Linked DNA regions of Zea mays: regions 1, 2 and 4 are each linked to region 3. A link is a contact called in public Hi-C data. All regions are on one chromosome and are shown on one strand. Each heading gives the region's core, a stretch centred on a gene start, on an enhancer-like site or on the middle of the called end of the contact. The rest is flanking DNA. Distances are from core to core; before and after follow the strand shown. Region 1 holds the start of LOC100285510. Region 2 holds the start of LOC101027153 (histone deacetylase 10). Region 3 holds the start of LOC103651046 (interactor of constitutive active ROPs 2, chloroplastic-like). Region 4 holds the start of LOC100192600 (40S ribosomal protein S23).

What was found. A called contact is a pair of places that touch in the nucleus more often than the background predicts.
Region 1: a Hi-C map of endosperm shows a contact between it and region 3, with 2.1 times the contacts expected there. The contact joins the promoter of LOC100285510 here to the promoter of LOC103651046 in region 3. A contact is called at or near these places in 5 of 25 Hi-C or Micro-C datasets (bundle sheath, ear, endosperm and 2 more).
Region 2: a contact with region 3 is called in a Hi-C map of tassel, with 2.8 times the contacts expected there. The contact joins the promoter of LOC101027153 here to the promoter of LOC103651046 in region 3. A contact is called at or near these places in 2 of 25 Hi-C or Micro-C datasets (ear and tassel).
Region 4: a contact with region 3 is called in a Hi-C map of leaf, with 7 times the contacts expected there. The contact joins the promoter of LOC100192600 here to the promoter of LOC103651046 in region 3. A contact is called at or near these places in 2 of 25 Hi-C or Micro-C datasets (ear and leaf).

The regions. Positions count from the first base shown.
Region 1 is chr3:187,779,473-187,784,521 of Zm-B73-REFERENCE-NAM-5.0, forward strand. It overlaps LOC100285510, which reads left to right and starts at 2,574. Exons shown (of 9, transcript NM_001158402.2): 1 at 2,574-3,264; 2 at 3,368-3,463; 3 at 3,575-3,667; 4 at 3,760-3,845; 5 at 3,932-4,192; 6 at 4,940-5,049. The coding sequence starts at 2,871.
Region 2 is chr3:187,721,116-187,726,324 of Zm-B73-REFERENCE-NAM-5.0, forward strand. LOC101027153 (histone deacetylase 10) reads right to left here and starts at 2,815. Exons shown (of 9, transcript NR_183228.1): 1 at 2,615-2,815; 2 at 1,474-1,778; 3 at 931-1,005; 4 at 517-618; 5 at 309-393.
Region 3 is chr3:187,593,292-187,598,172 of Zm-B73-REFERENCE-NAM-5.0, forward strand. It overlaps LOC103651046 (interactor of constitutive active ROPs 2, chloroplastic-like), which reads left to right and starts at 1,416. Exons shown (of 3, transcript NM_001322867.1): 1 at 1,416-2,032; 2 at 3,397-3,535. The coding sequence starts at 2,010.
Region 4 is chr3:187,395,524-187,400,452 of Zm-B73-REFERENCE-NAM-5.0, forward strand. LOC100192600 (40S ribosomal protein S23) reads left to right here and starts at 3,530. Exons shown (of 4, transcript NM_001137815.2): 1 at 3,530-3,689; 2 at 4,523-4,678; 3 at 4,764-4,890. The coding sequence starts at 3,685.

The DNA.
Region 1 (5,049 bases), core at 1,324-3,823, 190 kb after region 3:
GGAGGAAGAAGGGTAAAAGGGGCAATGTTGATGTACGTTACACACGTGGGTGTAGATAATGACTGAGGACAATTTTTTAGATCTAGTAATAGCAGCCACCATGTATCACGAATTATAATGGCATATTTAGAATACTCGAATTTCATAATGCCATATATCTGAAAAAACCCTTACGTTATATGCTTTGGTTGTTTGCTTTTACCATTCTAGTTTAGTTCTAGGTTTAGAAGATAGGTTGGATAATTTTTATGATATAGATAATAACACTTAGTTAAAACCGTAATTGCGCATAAGATAGTTTATGTATTGCAGAATGTCTAACTAGACATAAAATAGAGTCCTTATATTAGTAAAAAAGTAATTGACTAATTTACCTTTTTATTAGATGTCAAGAGTTTTATGTTTAATTTAGAATCGAAGAAGTGCAAAATATACAGTTCAATGGTAAAGAAATCAATCACTACACCCATTAAGGGCCCATTCGTTTATGATGGAATAATACCGATACAAATTAGACAACCATTTCGCCATGAACCATTCTCAGAAACTGTTCATGGATAATCGAATATCCGAACGGTCCTTAAAGGAGATTGAAGTCTTACAAACTGAATTTTTTAGCGTGGCCTCGTGAGGATGAAAACGGACGAAAAAATCTCGTTTCGTTTGGTACCATATTCAATTTTTTATTCGGTCCGTTTTCATATTTGCGAGGAAAAATAGAAGCGAGACGAAAATGAGATGGTATATTGAGGGAACGAGAACGAAAACGCTTTAGTATTTTCCGTCCGTCACTCTGTATTTCCAAAATCCCATTTTTACCATGATATTCCTGTTTTCGCGTTTCCAATATCCCGTTTTAGGTAGCATATAAAACAATATACAAAAAGGTATTGTCTTAGCCATACCCTCTATGACATGCTTGCTTAATCTTTGATTCTCTATTTTTATTTATTGGAGACTATAATAGTATGAACTAGTTTTAGTGGATAATTTTATTGTGGTTTAAACTTTATTGGACTATCTTGTGTAGCTTGTGGTGGATAATTTTATTGTTTTTTTATTTGCATGTGAACTATTGTCCTTGAAACCGAAGCCTGCGAATTGTGATGCTTGTGATGGCCTGGTGGATTAGGACTTGCTTGCATAATCTTTGATGTTATCATATCAGCGTGTTACTACAACCGTACAGGATACTCCCTCTTGTCTTATGTATCCACAAGTTTGGATTCATGATTAAAGAATGTTGGCGAAAAAAGTGTTGTCCTTACATAAGTGGTTGATTTTTTGAAAAAGACATGTTTTGTGTGACTTAAAAACTTGTGAAGTTGTGATTTATAGGTCCTGTTTGGGACAATTAAAACTAAAAAAATTGGTGGAGTCAGTGGAGCAAGTCATTAGGTGCTCCAGAAAATTGTAGAGCTGAAGTTGTAAGTCTTTAGAAGATATTTAGATAAGTCATTTTGTTTATTATTTAGATAAAAATATTTGTAAAACTATTTAAATTGACATTATAAATTACAGCTTCACATTAGAGCTAGAACGTGGATCTATCTTTAACACCTTTATAGTGTTCTAAACTCTTAATATTATAGTTTGCTGAGTGACTATACAATATTGCATATTCCGATCAAAGTTTTCAGTTACCGTTCGTTTTAATCTGTTTTCGTCTAGCTGTATAATCCACAATCGTCCGTTCTTTTACTATATCGATCCTGGTGTAAAAAAATATGGTAACGAAAATAGTGAGGGGCTTTTCCCACCGTTTTGGTCTGTTTTTATCCTACTCGTGGCCTCATGGTGTGGGCGTGGAGCTCCCTTAAACAATCGTTACTTTTTCTGACTGATGCAATGATTCTGTGGTTCGGTCATTGCTGTTCTTTTTGCGAAGAAGATAGCTAGTCCTTGCCATCATCATCAGAGCTTCGCCAGCGGAAGCGCCTCTATGCCTGCGCCTGTGCCTGTGCCTGCGCTGTCGAGCACCACTTCTCCAAACGAACCATGCCAAACAGCTCACGATCCCTCGCATTCTGTAGCAGCCCGCGTGTTTGGTTTGGTTTGGTTTGGTTTGCTTGTCCCTTTCCATGTTCTCTCGTGCGCGCACGCGACTGCCGACGGACGCCGCGGAGCAGATGCGATGCGCCCCAAGCTCCCAACCCCTGGATTCCTCCTCTTTCCTGAGTCCCGCGCGGTTTCCCTCCAACCCTCCATCCCATGTGCCTCATTTCAGCCGCTTCCGCCCTTCCCCACGGCACAGCTCGGCTGAATCGGTCTCACGCGCACCACCGGCACCACCAGTCCACCACCAATTTGCCGCGCTGTACTGTAGCACGCAGGTTTTCCCGTTCGGCCAGTGCTGGTACGGCGCGCGATCTGATCCGGCCCTTTTTGCACGGCGCCTTGAGCTGTACCCGTGCCCAATCAATCATCGAAGCGGGTGAGGAAATCTCGGCACATTCGGCTTGTACTTGCCCGCACCTACCGGCCGCGCCCGCGCGTTGCTGGTCAGAGCCAGCGGGCAGCGGACGAGGTCAGCTGCCTCCGCGGCTCCCTCCTTCGGTCCTTTGACGCTTCAAGGAGACATCGCTCCAGCGCCCCTGAGCTGTCCTTGGTCAATGGGAGTGGCTGAGGCTGGCGTGCGGACCTAAAATCCCCACTGATATCAAGGCAACTGCGCAAGCAATCTCCCTGCCCCTGCTCATTGGTCAGCACCAGCAGCAACAGCAGCTGCTGGAGTGCTGTTGCGTTCTCCTCAAGCGCAACTGTGCAAGGACTGCTGGAGTGCAAGCACAGTTCTGCTTCCACTACTTGAAGTCGACTCCCTCCCACTCCAGTCTCCAGGGGAGAGCCGCATTGGCAGCTTGCCTCTGCCCATGCCCAGGCATTGGAGCTCGTCCCCAATGGCAATGCGTCACCAGTTCGGGGCTTCGGTGCTGCTGCATCTACTGGTGTTAGCGGGGGCGGGGGCCATGGTCACTGCTGACCAGGAGAGCGACCGGATCCGCGAGCTCCCGGGCCAGCCGCCGAACGTGGGGTTCTCGCAGTACTCCGGCTACGTCACCGTCAACCCGGCGCGGGGGCGCGCGCTCTTCTACTGGCTCGTGGAGGCGGTGCCGGCGGCCGGGCCCATCGCGCCGCTCGTCCTCTGGCTCAACGGCGGCCCTGGATGCTCGTCAGTCGGCTACGGCGCGTCCGAGGAGGTCGGCCCGTTCCGCATCAGGCCGGACGGCCAGACTCTCTACCTCAACCCCAATTCTTGGAACAAGGGTGCGTGCTCTTGAGCTCAGTTAGACACGGAATCCGTTCTGCAATGCTGGTGCCGGATGTGGCTGATTTGTTTCCGGTTTGCTTGCTCCACGGTTGACTGCAGCGGCCAATTTGCTCTTCCTGGAGTCGCCGGCCGGCGTGGGGTTCTCGTACTCGAACTCGTCGCTGGATCTGTACACCGCAGGAGATGCAAAGACAGGTAAAACTGATTCATGGCCATTCCTGCTCGAGCTGCCCGGTTACCTTGGTTCATCAACAATTCAGGAGTACCAACCTTAATGCTTGTACTTGCATTTGTCTTTTCTTGTAGCACTGGATGCCTACGCTTTTCTTGTGAACTGGTTGGAGAGATTCCCACAGTACAAGTACAGGGAGTTCTATATTGCTGGGGAAAGTTACGCGGGTAAAGTTCGTGTGTCACAAGTTCTGAATTCTGTTTGGGCCGGCTTATTTTAGTGTGAAAGAGTTGAAATGTTTGGCCTCTGATGCGTGCAGGTCACTACGTTCCACAGTTAGCCCAGCTCATATATGAAAAGAACAAGGGCATTCAGAATCCAACAATTAATTTCAAAGGATTCATGGTAAACCTCAGGCTCGATTTTTATCTGTACTAGTTCCACTTTATTTATACCTGTTTCTGAAGTTTTGTAATTCCTGAAAAATTAAGGTGGGCAATGCAGTCACTGATGACTACCATGATTACCTTGGTACCTTTGAGTTTTGGTGGACTCATGGTCTGATCTCTGACAAGACTTATCACAACTTGAAGGCGACATGTTTGCTTGAATCCTCACAGCACCCTTCACCTGACTGTGTCAAGAACCTGAATCTAGCCAGTGCTGAAGAAGGCAATATTGATCCTTATAGTCTGAATACAAAGCCATGCAATGACACCGCCTCTCTCAAGCTTGGCTTGGGTGGACGCTACGTAAGTGCTTTTCTTTTTTGCCTTCTTGAATTCCCACTGTGTAATCTTGTTGCGGTATCATTTCATATATCTACTTCTCCAGACTTCCATTTCTTAGTAACTGAAATAGCTATTCCATTTACTTTTGACACCATTCACACTCATCAGAGAGCAATGCAATGTCAGTCGCCAAATGCTACTGAAACTATCAGATGAAGCACGATTCATTTACTTTAACATGTAGTAGCTCCATTTACATACCAAATTAATATGGAGCATAAACAAAATCAATTTTCTGTCAAACCAATTGGTTCACTGTTAGTTTTGTGCTGTGGTTCAGAAAAGCGCAAGAAAGGTCCATCACAAAACCAATCATTATTTTTGGCAACAGCTGATGCTACATAAGGCAACTGGATGGAATAAAGAGATTCACTAACAAGGACATATACAGTTTGTGATTGCTGATTACTTCAGGGCAAGTTTGCATTTAGCACACAATGCATTTATCCAACTGTGACATCTAACACTTAATTTGTTGGTTGTAATGTGCATTTATGCTTGTGTCGGGCAATTTACATTGGATATACTTATATGGAATAAATGGATACAGTTCTGCAAATCTCTACTGTGAATGAAGTTATGTTTGATATTTTTCCTCGTTATTGTTATTAACATTTCTTTCTAAACTTGATTCACTGTATATTTCTATCAAAGAAACTATTTGAGCCATTTCATTTCTATGTCTAATTACATGTTCCCCATCCACAGCCTTGGTTGTCCAGAGCCTATGATCCTTGTACTGAAAGATATGCAAGTATTTACTACAACAGGCCAGAAGTGCAGATGGCATTGCATGCAAATACAACTGGAATTCATTA
Region 2 (5,209 bases), core at 1,565-4,064, 130 kb after region 3:
TTTACTGGTGTGTTGCCCTTACTGGCCCCAGCACCACCACATATATTACTCCATATTGCAAGTAGGTCCTCTTACATTAAGCTATTTACACCACCAAGTAACAATTTTATCAGTTTTAAAACATGGAAAAGAACCCCTAGAGAAACACAAACGTACATGAATCCAGCCACATGAGTCCTCACAAAAGGAACGCTTGATAACGGAACTCAAGTAAACTTGTGACAGTACAGCAGCGAAATAGTAGATGGCATGCACAATTAGCATCAAAATCATGTAAAAACGAAAAGAGCACAAGCAGAACACATTACAGTTTCTGTAGCGTATGTTGGTCCTGTCCCTTCAATCAATATCAGACCTTCATCTGAAGCTCTGCCCATAGCCTGCAGCCACATTCTGCCACATATTAAGCAAATCGCAGCATTATTTCAAACCTATCTGATAGATTTTCACCAGTAGAGAAAAGTATCTTATTGTCAGAAAAGTAAGAATAAATAAAGAGAGCTTGATGACAAGTACCTTTTCTAGTCCAGTGATGTAAGATCTTGAATGAACTCGTGCAACATCATCTAGAGAAGCAGGGTTGAAATTTTGAATTTCAAGAACCTGTGAACCACGATGCTGAAAAGTAAACAAATGAGATGACATTTAACTTATGAATACTCATCCTTTTCTAGTGAAATGGAATTGTACATGGTACAAGAAAGAAACATGCCAAAAACCCAGAAGGTTTGACTAAAGACAAAAGGAACTGTTGAAACATAGTGAAAAAAAAGACAATGTCCTCAAGTGGATTGCTCATCCTATTTCATTTTATATGATTCAACTTTAGCATGTTTTCAAATAAAGGTCAACTGAAACAATAAAGGTGCCTTCTTTAAGGCAAATTTCCAAAAAAAATAGTTGTGAATATTTGTAGTATTGCTGGTATACCTTGGGACTAAGCTCCAATTTCTCAAGAGTATCAACTATCACAGGAACTCTTTTGTTCGATTCTGGGTGTGCTTCCTGGATACAAAAAAAGAAGCAGAAAATATTATGATATAATGCACAACACGGATAGGACCACCTATTACATCGTGACTTCTATAAGTCTATGTATATTTTTTCAAAAAATTTGTTGCATAGTAAGGTACAGAATGGTTTTTAGTTAACAACCATTTACATAGATGGTCTAGAACTATTGCATATTATTCAGCAACTCAGTATTTAAGTTTTCAACCATGACGACATAAAGTAGTCATGTATTGTTGACATAAAATCACTGCTCCTCCCCCTCCCCCACCCTGCCCCTCCTCAAAAAAAAGTCGAAAGGCATTCTTCAAATATGAATTTTAAGATGAGGTATGCTTTATGGAAAAATGAATCATACGAAATATTAAAGTTTGAGTCAACAGGCAGCTCATGAAAATGAGTAGCAAAGCATTCATGCAACTGAATGTATTCTACTATGAAACAGGAACCTGAATTGCTTACTTTGTTATGACCCAGGGCAGGAGAGGTACAATAGAGAATACGAGCATCGAGAAGTGAATTATCAGGTATTGGTAAATTCTTTGGAGCATTGCATTTCTCTATAGAAGCTTGATCCTGATTTGCTGAGCACTGTGCATCCCAACTCCTGATTTGTTTTTGTTCTCTTCGCGATGTTTGGAAGATGTTCCTCCAAATTAAGGGATGAGGATGATGACTTCCAAAGGCACAGCAGTGTCTAAACAAGGGCAACATCCTCCCTGAAAAAAGGGACAGATTTCCGGTATACGTTACACCAATCATTACAACTGCATGTGGACAGAAAATAGAAGTTAAGATCATAACTAAGGCACCAACTGCACACTCCAAGTTGGTGGTTTGTAATAAACTTAGAATGATATAAATGTTGTCATCCTGATAGAAGAAAAAGGCTTAGTATAGGCATTATATCATGTGAAACAATTGAATAAAAATATGTGCAGCACACGTCCAAACACCATCCTACCAGATGTAAGTCAAATGTTTGGTATGAAAAATAGAACTACAAATGAAATCAAGGTATTTCCCAATCATATCTTCTTCCATCTTTACAAATTACGAGTAACTAAGCAGTGCAGTCTAGTGACACCCCGCTCCATTCTAGCATAAAATGATTACATAAACGACCACTGTAAAAGGTGATAAAGGGTTCAAGGCAATATAATTATAGCATGTGGTTTCAATCTGAGGCAGGGCCAACAACGGCCCCTCTTCATTCCAACAGCTTTTAGCATATAAATCAACATGCCATCTGATGATGGCAAAATTCCAACTATCTCCCCCAGGACCATGGAGCTCTGCGCATCTAGTTGAATCCGTAATTTTCTAGTTCTGCTTCCTCTGCTTGACATGAACGTAATTTTCTAGTTCTGCTTCCTCTGCGCATGATAGAAGTGGCGGACCACGGACCCAGTAAAGAACATAAATGCACCGTGCCACCCTGCTTTTTTTTGCGCATAAAAAACGAAAAAAGAACTTCTGTAGGCATTGGTGCATTAAATATGCATAATACACTTATAATTGGATATAGCATGGGTTTGGGTGCTCGGTTTAGCACAGCAGTAACGGAAGAGAAGGGGTGCGCTGTGCCGCCTGTGCGCAATACCTGGTGAGTGTTCGTTGCCGGCGAAGGTCCCGAAGACGGTGAGCACCTGGCGTAGGGCGGCCGAGCGGGGGTGGCGGCGGCCACCCAGTAGTCGCCACCACGGTCCACAGAGCGCACGCGATAGGACGGGGAACCAAGACACCGACAGAGGGTAGTATCTAGTATGCCGGCCAGCCGGGGGCAGGGGAAACTGGATGGAGGACAAAAGGCTGGCGAGCAGGGTGAGTTATGGGTCACAGTCACTAATCAATCCTAAAATCCTGGTACTGGTACTGTATATTCTGATTTTGCCCTCCATTTATGGATCGGAGTTCTCTGTTTCAATTAAACTTCCACACTTTATTTATTGCTTACCTAGATTGTGTATTTAATTTTCTAGTTTAGTTTTTTTAACTAGTGATAGGATTAGAATTTAGGTTGTAGAATTCCATAAAGATATATTATTCATTGTATAGATTTTTAAGTGGATAAAGGATAGAAGTTGTCAATAATATATACATGGGTAGCCAAATTAAGCTTAAGGAGAAGATATGTACTATGGTCATGAGGTCATGGGTTTGGCTGCGAGCCCTCGACAATTACAAGGCCTATCGTTAGAAGGATTTCAGAAGTATAAACATGATACAGATCTTAACTGAATATAAGATATGGAAAACATTGTACTAGATATGACACTACCATAATATATAAGGAAGAATACACTTGTAGAAACGAGATCGCCTAAGAGGAGAGTGAATTAGGACAACTATTTTTTTCACTGACCAACAGTTTTATTCTTTTCTCTTAAATAAAACCTATACAAATAATCAAACATTTATATGTCCAATGTTTTCTCTAAGTATTGATATCTCTACCGTAAGAGGAGTTTTATAACATAGGTTCTAGACATATCCACTTGTCTATAACTAAGCTAATCAGATAAATCACACAACCAAAAGTAACAGTATAAAAGTGCAGAAGCTTAAATACGATAGAGATATAAACTCCTATTGAGGTGTCGATATTTTTACTGAGGTATCTAGAAGAGCAAGCCAACCTTAAATACTTGTCGAGCATAGCCAACATCTGTTATTATTGGAGGTGAAGCCTCCTAGATGGTTAGGCGTTACCCAGCAGGCTCCCGTGCTTGTGGTGAGCCACGAGAAAGTTTGTATTGCCAAAAATATTAGGGAAAATCTTAAGCTCATCACCTTGGTGGTGAGTTATAGAAGAAGAACAAGTTAAAAGATACTCCAAAGACTTCATGGCTTCCTTAACAACATGTGCATTGTTGAGCCTTAGTGACGAGCTAAACCACAAGATAAATTATGTGTCATGTATCTTATGTTTTAAATTACATTACTAGCTGATTGTCGCCTAGATGGGGGTAAATATGTGAAACCTGAAATTTACAGCTTTAAAGCAAAACTTGATCCCCTTAGTTAGCGGTTAGAACAAGATGAACAATAATCGGAGTATAGAACTAAGTCTTTTTCTTGCAAAAGTGTTGCTTCTAAAGAATGCGGAATTAACTCGAGGCAACACAAAGGAATATGTAGCGAATAGAGCAAGAAGGCTTAGATAAGAAGAGGAACAAAAACAAGTTCTTCCTTGCCAAGAGTTGCTTCTTCAAATGAGAGTCTATCTTCTAGCACACATGCAAATGGAAAGCATAATATCCAGTCTACTTTCCCAAATATAAAGCAAGGAACCTATCATAGACCGATATACCTTTTGATCAATGGACTTACCTCCTGCGTCGAGGTCCAAGTGCTCGTTTGTTCCCATCGACGTTTTGATGGGCTTTGCGTCCTTCATTCCAAATTCCTTAAGAAGATCTTGTGTGTACTTTGTTTGAGAGATGAAGATTCCTTCCTTGAGCTGTTTTACATGGAATCCTAGAAATGTATGTCAGCTCGCCCATCTTTGACATTTCAAGCTTTTGCATCATTGGCATGCTAAACTCCTCTAAAGACTTTTGATTAGTAGAATCAAATATTATGTCATCGACATATATTTGTTATATAAACAAATCACCATCACATGTCTTAGTGAAAAGAGTAGGTTCGACTTTCCCAATCTTGAAAGCATTAGAAATAAGAAAATCTCTAAGGCATTCATACCATGCTCTTGGTGCTTGCTTAAGCCCATAGAGCGCCTTAGAGAGCTTATAAACATGGTCGGGATACCTATCGTCCTCAAAGCCAGGGGGGTTGCTCCATGTACACCTCCTCCTTGATAGGCCCATTAAGGAAAGCGCTCTTCGCGTCCATTTGAAAGAGCTTAAAGGAATGGTGAGCAACATAGGCTAATAAAATGTGAATAGATTCAAGTCTAGCTACAGGAGCAAAAGTCTCCTCAAAATCCAAACCTGCGACTTAGGCATAACCCTTTTCCACAAGTCTCACTTCATTTTTTGTCACTGCCCCTGACTCATCTTGCTTGTTGCGGAACACCCACTTAGTTCCCACAACATTTTGCTTTGGATGTGGCACCAAGCTACATACTTCATTTCTCTTGAAGTTGTTGAGCTCTTCCTGCATGGCCATCACCCAATCTGGATCATGCAAGACTTCTTCTATCCTGAAAGGCTCAATAGAAGAAACAAAGGAGTAG
Region 3 (4,881 bases), core at 166-2,665:
TAAACAGACCGGGTCCCAGGTTTCTTCGTATAGCGATTATTCACGATCGATGCAACCAAATCAATTTGCTCCAGTTTCGATCCACAGCTCCCCTTGTCGGAGCAGCAACAGACCAGTCATCTGAACGTCTTGCTAGACATTCCACGTGGCCGGAGGCGACGAGAGCGTCGTCGGAGCCTTTTGTGCAATTGCCGTTCCACTGACAGCGGAGGCATTGAAAAAAAAAAACATGCATCAACCTATTAGATTGCCTTTAATCCCTATCGACTTCTTACAGTGTTTTGTCTCTATAAATTGTAGTGCATAATGTGAAGCGAACAAGGCGACCTTTGGTCTCGATCATACGGTTGCCACGTGCTTCGTCTACGCTTTTCCCGTACTGAAAACAAAGCATCGCTGATCAAGTGGACAACACGGGGCGATCATCATTATCCGGGATCAGCGATCGACGTCCGAGCCCAACGGTAACATCAGCAGGCGTTGAATCTCCTGGCAAAAAGAAAAGGAAAAAAGAAAAAAAATGCCGAAAATCATCAGGTACGGATACGAATACCTCGTTTCATCTGGTTTTCTAGCAGGGCACGGGAGACCGAGCACACATAAAAGATTGTTCCTCATCTCGCAGCTCTGGTCGCCGCGGCAGCCTTGACTGGCCTGACTGCTTTCCTGCACTGCTTACAGCTTAAACTTGATTACAGAGGATGGCATCCCACTCCCACAACTCCGTCGGAGCATGAGATGAAGGGCCGGGCAAGCAACGGAGAGGAGGAGACGTTAAGGCATCTTGGTCGCGCAGCGAGTCGGAGTCCTGTATAGGTGAGCTGGTTTCTTCTTTCAACGACTTGCTATGTCATCTCATCACATCAGGGCGGGTTGCACACTATGCAAGCGTGACAGTATCTTACAGCTTACTCCTGCTGCTACTTATCTACCCAGGTAGTTAACACACAAAGGAGAAAGATTAGCCTTGGATCATCTCCAAGCCTTTGTCCTCGTGGCATCCACAGATCCAGTCATCCTAAGCCCAAGATAACATAGCAAAGCAAACACGTACGCGTGTCCCTTCTTATGGCTGCCGCTTCATTCTGCTATTAACAAAAAAAGGTCGCTCTGTATCCGGGCGTGGCTTTCATTCTGTTAAGGCCCCAACTACTTATGCACCACGCACGATTCCAGGCAGGCAGCGGGGGGTGCTGAGTGTGGGCGGCGCGCCGCTGCTGCTTTCGTGCGTGTGGGGGCGTTGAGTGAGTGCAAAGACTAAGCGAGAGCGAGAGCGAACAAAAGGGGGGAGCCGTGGAGTGGTGGGTTCTTGCTTTGCTTTGCTTGCTTGCTTCAGGCCTACCTTTCGGCGGCCTTAAGCTTGGTGGTTGTAGTGGCGCGCGTATAATGCGTTATTATCCTCCACCAGAGAGAGCCGACGATGTCCATCCATGTAGGCATGTAGCTGCAGCCTGCAGGCCCCGGCCTCTCTACACACACCCGTAGCGGAGATCATGAGCAGCGCGCGCCAAGCCATCACCCCGTGGCCAAGCTTAAAGAAACCTCACCATGTCATGTGTCCCTCCCGGTTTAAGGATGCCGTCAATTGTTTAGAAACCACACGGCTGTCCCTGTCGCTGGCTAAGTGGTTGGAGTGCTGACTAGTTAGTGCCAGATTAGACGGGCAAGCCATCAGCAGCCAATGCCTCCGTGCTGTTGTTGTTGTTGTTGCTGCATGTTGTTGTCCATTATTTAGCTGCTTTGCGCGCGTGCAGACAGCGCGCTACCTATAGGCCATAGGCTATAGCAAGCTCCGCCGTCGCCATTGCTACACACCAATCTTTCCTGCCGCGGTGCCGCCTCTCGTCCATGGCAAAGGGAGCGGGAGCTAGCTGACGGCCGCGCGCTTTCGTCTTTTGTCCTTCAATTTCGCAGCATTCCGCGCGCTTGGTCTCTCGGAGGCGTGGCGGTAGCCTGTGCCGGTGTGCCTCGGAGCTCCGGCCTCCGGGAATAAACATAGGGGTATCGCCATGCAGGCGGCGGCCAAGACGAGGTTTGTTCAGTTTCATCCCCTTCGTTCCACGCTAAATTCCATGTGCCGTCTGATGATGATTGATGCGTATGCGTTTTTTTCCATCCTTCTCTTGTTTATTTCTCTCTGCGTCAATCCTGCCGATTGTTCATTAGATTCTCCTCTCCAAGTCAATGTCCGTGCTTCTCTCTCTCTCTCTCTCCTCTTCGGGCCTTCTCTCTTCAGTTTGGCCATTTTGGACCTCGCACGAGCTAATCTCCTACTCTATGACTGTACACGCCTCACCAAAGTGCAGGGAGAACTGTTCATCCATGCATGTTCTCAGCTCAGGGGTGGCACAATAAACAGAGGCTGACACAGCAATTCACAGGTTCACAGCTGCGGCGCCGATTTTACGTGCACGCAGCAAGCTTTGGGATGGAGTTATGCGATTGGGCGGCTCTTAACTATGCTTTCCTCCTCACCACCATCTGTCTGCTCTGTGCCTCTGTCCCCCCTTTCCCATTTATTTTTTTACCTTTTTCATGGAGCCGAGGAGGAGGAAGCGGCCAAGTTTTCAAATCACGGCCGCATGTGACCGTGACTGTTCGCGGATAGCTCCATGCGCAAGGGGTGTCTGTCCCGTTCTTGAGCTCGGAGCCAAGGACGACAGGCAGGTCCACTTGCTGCCTAACCCGCATCTGTAAAGCAAAGCGCGCCCCGCGCCTCCGCCCCATCTCGCACTCTGCCCGGCCTTTTGATTCCCGCCCGTGCTTGCCTGCGGTGGTGGAGGAGGAGAATAGTATTATGCTAAGCTAATGCCGCGGCCCCTTTCGTCGGCTCCAGTCCCGGCTCGGCGTTGCTCCTCCCCTCCATTCCCTGTCGGCCTCTTGCGCTTTCCGGCCTCGGATTCTTTGTCGTGTGCGCCCCCTCCGTTGCATCTCGCTGCTTCTCCTTCTTCTTCGCTTTGCATCTGAGTTGAGCTGGAGCATCGATCCCGTCCGCCTCGTCCTCCCCGACGCGGCTTCGGCTGGACTCCACCGCGCTCTTTAGTTCGGTTTCCCCGTCAGAGCTTCCAACCTGTTCTACTCGGTTTAGATTTTGGAGCTAGAGTTTCCAAAGCAAAAGCTTTCCTTTTTTTTCCCTCCCTCCCCTTTGCATTTGGCATGAGGGGAAACGCTGCGGTTTCGCCCCTTTTCTGAGCATGCTGTCCTTGAACAAAATGCATTTTCTCAAGCTATATTCCAGCAGCAACAGCTCCAGGTAACATGCTGCTCGCTGCTGTGGGGGGGGGGGGGGGGGGGGGGGGGGGGTGAGATTGCCCTTGGCTGCCATTTGTGATTTTTTTTTGAGGTCCTCGGACTCATACCTGATGATGCTGTGGTTTATCTTCTTTTGGCGTGAAGGAATGGCTCCTTGGAACACCCCACCCGGACGTCCTCCCTGGGCGGTAACAAGGCCGGCCGGACGGCGAGGATGGCCGAGTCGCCCACCGGCCTCAGCCCCAAGGTCGACCGCCGCACGGCGGTGAGCGCCGAGAGAGAGGTAAATGGCGACTCCCCCTCTCCCTGCTGTTGCTCCATTTCGGAATGCTGTTACATACAGTAATTTCGCCAGGCAGAAGATATATATAAGACAAACTTTATGAGGTGTTTGGTTTGATTGAATCACTCTATCCAAAATGAAGTGGTGCATCATGAGTCTATTTCTCAAATTTGGTGGATGACTCCATTCCACATATTAGTACTAAACAACTAAGTATGATGAATGAAGTGGTGATAGATTAACTCACTCCATTCCACAAACCAAACAAAAAAGTGAGGAGTGAGAAGATGATGGACTACATCATTCCTTAAACAAACACTCCATTAGTGTTTCTGTCTGGTAGTACGTCGGTGTTATCATATCAGGAGCACCGTTCAATTAAGTTCATCACAAGCCTTTGAAGACTGTTAACTGCTCTTAAATGCGTCGATTTTGTATATCGTTTCTCATGGTTCATGTTATTAGCGCTCGGTTAGGACTTGGGAGCGGTTGGGTCTCGCTCTCCGTCTCTCATGATGGAGCAAACTGTCAGTTAGACTGAAACAGACAAGTATTAGGTGCTGGCTAAGTGCCCAAATCAAATGGTCCAGAGATATTGAATGGCTAGCAAATCTCTGAAATAATTGAAGCTGGTCCTCGCGTTGCTACCAAACTGGTGGATTAAGATAGCGGTACCAGTTCTGCTACCACCAGTGTCGCTGCAACCAACGGCAAAACAGGCGCATCTGATAGAACTGACGCAAACTCTTGGTTTGGGACCGGGACCAGGGACCCTAATTGACACCGTTGGTTTATTCTCTCTATCGGCGGCACTCATCGTGGTCTTGAAAAACACCCTCAAAATGGGAAGGTTCATTTGGCGGTTGCGCTTTAAACACTCTGATAGTTCTGTTATAAACTTATAACATCCCATCATGCTAGTCATTTTCTCGTACAGAAAAGTAATCAGCCATGGCATTTGTTATTGCCGATATTTAAATACATCCTAAATCATAAGACTGTTTTTAGTATTTTTTAGATATATAACTTTAATTATGTATTTAGAAATACACTATAACTAAATATATAATAAAATCAATGCATGTACAAAAGTTAAAATATCTTATATAATTTAGAACTAGGAGTGCTATATGTTATATGTTTTTTTTGGATACTGGAGATGAACTAGAAAGTGAACATAACAACAGCATTTCTCATGACCCCTGCACTGGTTAAGCTCAGCAGCGTCTTTTTCTGGAAAAAGAATGCTCCTGTATAAATCAAATCACCCGCGTTTATTCAAACGGAGCTTGAGGAGGAGTACAGTACTAATATGACCATCACTGATCTTGTCGGCATTAATTTGT
Region 4 (4,929 bases), core at 2,280-4,779, 200 kb before region 3:
TGCGTGATTTTGCTGCGAACTTGAGTCTTGTGTGCGTTGATTTCCCTCCCTTACTCATGTGCTTCTTGGTGATCTCTATTGTAAGGGCGAGAGACTCCAAATTGTGGAGATTCCTCGCAACCGGGAAAAATACTCTAAAGGAAAAGATTGTGGTATTCAAGTTGATCATTGGATCACTTGAAAGGGGTTGAGTGCAACCCTCGTCCATTGGGACGCCACAACGTGGAAGTAGGCAAGTGTTACTTGGTTGAACCACGAGATAAAAATCGCGTGTCTCATGTGTTGCTTCTTGTGATTATTTTGACCACACGAGCGTGTTTCATAGCCACCTGATTTCACTAACACCTTGATAATCAAATTTGTGGCTATTTAGTGTTTCAATTTACAGGATCACCTATTCACCCCCTCTAGGTGCTCTCAATAACCAAGCAAAAAGCACTCGTCCACTTTAGGAGCAAACTTTGAGCTCTTGGATTTTTTGTTAAGAATTAAATATCTACAACTAAAAACTTAGAAATAATCAACCTTAGGCTTGTTGGTAGTGAGAAGCTCATAGGCCGTCTTCTTGTAGATCTTGTGGAGATAAAGATGGTTGATTGCATGACACGCGATGTTGACAGCTTTGGCCCAATATGTGTCCGGTGTATTGTACCACTGTCCTTGTGACCTCAATGAAAGTTTGGTTCTTCCTCTCCAAAACACCATTTTGTTGTGGAGTGTATGGAACCGAAAATTCATGCTTGATGCCTTCTTCACTTAGGTAGTCTTCAACACCCGAGTTCTTGAACTCCATTTCGTCGTCGCTTCTCACTTTCTGGATCTTCAACTCAAACTCATTTTGAGCTTGCCTCTTGAACTTCTACGGAGAACAAGTTTGAAGAAGAAGAAAATGATCGATGGAGACCAAACGATGAATCCACCTCTTAACAAGGTTCATCTTTCATTTCTACATCTCATATGTGCTTGGTTGCTAATGAGAATGATAGTGAAAGCGAAAGTAGGGATGAGGAGGGACATGAAAATGGTAGTGATGATGAGGATGATCTTCAACAATTCTTCGCTCAACAATGCAAGATGAACAAGATGATCTTGCTTAAACTCATGAGAAGAGCGGAAGAACAACAAGAAATATTTCATAAGCAAGAAGACATCCTCATCAACAAGACCAAAATATTAGATAAGTTGATCAAAGAATATGAGGAGCTAAAGTGCTCTCATGATGATTTGGTCCAAAGGTATGAAGCCATGTCCATTGAGCAAAATAGAATTATTAACTCTTTATCATGCATTGCTCAATTAGAAGATGAAAATTATATGCTCAAGAACACAGTAGAAAAGCTAAAAATTGATAATCTAGCTTTGCAAGAAAAACATGATATGTTGCTATGCTCACATGAAAAGTTTATAAATGAACATATCATGCTAGTCATTGCTCATGAGGTTGTTCTCACTAGTTTAAATTCATATCAACCTCACACATGCACGTGTGTTGAAATTGAAACTATATTATCATGTGCTAACAAATGTTGCTCTTAAGAAAGCCAATCTTCCATTGAGCTAGAATTTTTAGGAACAAGTAATGTTTCCTATGCAAAAGAAAACAATGAGCTCAAGAAAGAAAATGAGTGGCTAAGAAGGAGCTTAACTCATTTAAAGGGAAAGTGTCATGCTCAACCTTTTCAAGATAATTGTGATGACATGGTGAAAAAGCTTGTGAATGGGGCAACCGTAGCATGCTCAAAACCCTTCAAAAGAGTATCAAGCTTTTCAAGAAAGGCATGAGCAAAATTCAAGGTGAGAAAATTAATGCTCATATTATATGCTCTAACAATGTACCTATGTGTTTCAACAAAGAAAGATCAGAGAGAAGAGATAAGAGGTGCTATGGATGCAAGGAGAAGTACCCATAAACAAAGAAGTAACAAGCAAAAGGCAAATACCTTGCAAGGACAAGCAACATATTTGCTACATATGTCACAAAAGGGACACCTATGCAAGGATTGTCCCATGAATGGGTACCAAAATATGTTTGAAAGAATTTGTAGGTACCCAGAGATGATATGAAGCTTTTGGGTGCTTGAGTGGTTTAACTCAATCTTTATCTCAAGCTATCAATCTTACATTATCTATTCTTTAAGATTGACCCAAAGATGAATTGAATTGATGTATTTATAACTTCATATTCATCTCGAGCAAGATCTTATGTTGTAGGGACCAAAGGATTTACCTTCATGGAAATCAAACAAAAGACCTATAACTAAGGGATATCTAAAGGACAGTAACAATTAAATCTAAAAGTGCACATTGCTTTCAATTAGTATATTCATTTGTGTCTTACGTAGGCACATAGGAAAAATGAAGCACTTGAGGATGAACTTAAAAGATTCTATCTTGACTTGAAAAAGATCCAATCACATGGTAGATCTCATATTCATCATTCTTATATGTGGCAATCCACATGCTTTAATTGGTGATGAGTATTTCTTGGCATATTTCAAATTGATTCTTATTAATGCCATTATCTAAACATAAAGAGGATTATACCAAGTTCTTAAATGAATAGAGTGCTAAGTAAGAAATTCAAATTCTCAAGAACACTTTTTAAAAGGGAAATTCTCTATATAACTAGAGTTGTGAGACTAATGTTTCTATCCAAGTGTTTATGTAGTCTCACAACATGAGAACGTGTTTCTCAAATGGAGTGTGCCATTTAACGTTCAAGAAGATCAATCCAATACTATGTGATGTATTCCTTCATGTCTAAATTGGTTTAGAATCGTCCACATTAATCACTCACCATGCTATGAATTAAACCTGCCATGTAAACTTAATTAAATAATCATGCTATTTCTTATCTTGTTTAAATTGGTGTTATGCATGATATTTATAAGAGTAATTTAGTTCATATCACCACCGTGGTCGATCCCTCCTCGTCCTCATGCCCCTTGTCCATTCCCTCACCACCGTGGTCGAAGGCGGCAACAACCATCTTTGGGAGGACGGGGGGTGGGGGTGGGGGCAAGCAGGGGAGGACGGGCGTTCCATGAGGTCTATTCGAAACTTGGAGGGCTGGGAAGACTGAGGGGTCCCAGAGCCAAGCACGTCGTGGGTTGCGGCGCCAAGGTGGGGGAGCACGGGCCAAGGAGACAGACCCTGAAGACGACAACGGTGGGTGCAGGGAAATCACGAGCGAGAGGCGGGGACATGGTAATGTTAGAAGTCTACACTGTACGTACTTAATAAGTAGTAGAGTAAAGACATAAATAAAGTTTGGTTTGATACCTAACTTGTCATACTTTACCTAACTTTTTTTTGCCTAAGATTAGTTTTTCAATTCGAACGACTAACCTTAGTCAAAGTGTGGCATATTTAGACACCAACCAAACAGCCCCCAAGTTTGTCCCCTCCCCGGCTTTGCACTCCCCGCAACCACCGTGGTAGACCGAGTCCACCGTTCCAATCCCTACGCCAACGCTAACCATCACGACCGTAGCTTCTATTCAGAAGCACGGATCTCAAAGCAAGCAGCAACACCGCCAAACCCTAAACACCAAAGCCCCGCATATAAATACCTTCCCCTCCCATCTTTTCCCCTCTCCTGCCGCCGCCGCCGCTCCCGCTCCCAGCTCGTGTTCCGCTTCTTGCAGCCGTCGCCGCGAAGCGCTCCAGAGAACTTCCGTCAACATGGGGTATCTCACTGTCTTCTGTTGAAGTTTTTTGATCTATCCTCGTGTCCATCTATTTTCTGGCTTAGCGATTATGAGTGTGGTTCGGTGTGACTGCATAAGTGCATCTGGTTGCTTGACGCGCAGCTTTGCTTGCGCTAATGTGAAGTATACATCGTGATCTATTTTGATTTCTTCTCAGTATCCACGTGAAGCTTATTGACGGTCCAGTGCTGATCAGATACTACAACGTCAGCGCTAAACATATTCATAAGCGACATTAATCCGTTGCTGCTGTGTAGCAATATCTTTCTTGGTCCAGTTACTTGGATTTGGGAAGCTATGCATGGTAGCATACACCTTCATTATTCTTCGCGTTTTCAAAGAGTCGCCTTTTTTTGTGAAACTTCATTTGAAGTTTTGCGAAACTCCCGATTTGGAGCCTTGAAGCGATTACAGTTATAATCCATTTATTTAAGAGTCAACAGTTTAGCTGTTCAGGTACTGCAGGTGTAGTGCACCTAGTGTTTTTCTCACAAACATTTTAGACGCTTATTCTAGTACACAGTGAGGTGACGAAAACTTAATTAGAACTAGGAAAACTGTATATAAGTGTGTCAATATATCGACTAATATCTTGATTCAGACATTCGGTTACCTGTTTTGTTCATGTAATGTCGAATTGTTGTGTGGTATTAGTCCTTTTCTTTCTAGCACTGTTAAAAAGGGTTTTGGCATGCATTGTCAGTTGTAATGTGGGGTTTTGGGATGCATTGCCAGTTGTAATGTGGTAGTCTATCACATTTGGATAGACCACTACATTAAAATGTTAAAACGTGATCTGCTTTCTTATACAGGAAGACACGTGGTATGGGAGCCGGGCGCAAGCTCAAGACCCACCGCAGGAACCAGCGGTGGGCTGACAAGGCATACAAGAAGAGCCATTTGGGCAATGAGTGGAAGAAACCCTTCGCTGGGTCATCCCATGCCAAGGGCATTGTCCTGGAGAAGATGTAAGCAGATGCTAAAACTTTACTTTTTTCTTGCACACTTCGCCTTTTAACTCAATTGAGCAAATAAACACTGATAATAATGCAGTGGTATTGAGGCCAAGCAGCCCAACTCCGCTATCCGTAAGTGTGCTCGTGTTCAGCTTGTTAAGAATGGCAAGAAGATTGCTGCCTTCGTGCCAAATGACGGTTGTTTGAACTACATTGAGGAAAATGTATGATACTCTTTGTCCCGAACTGTTATAATTCTTGTT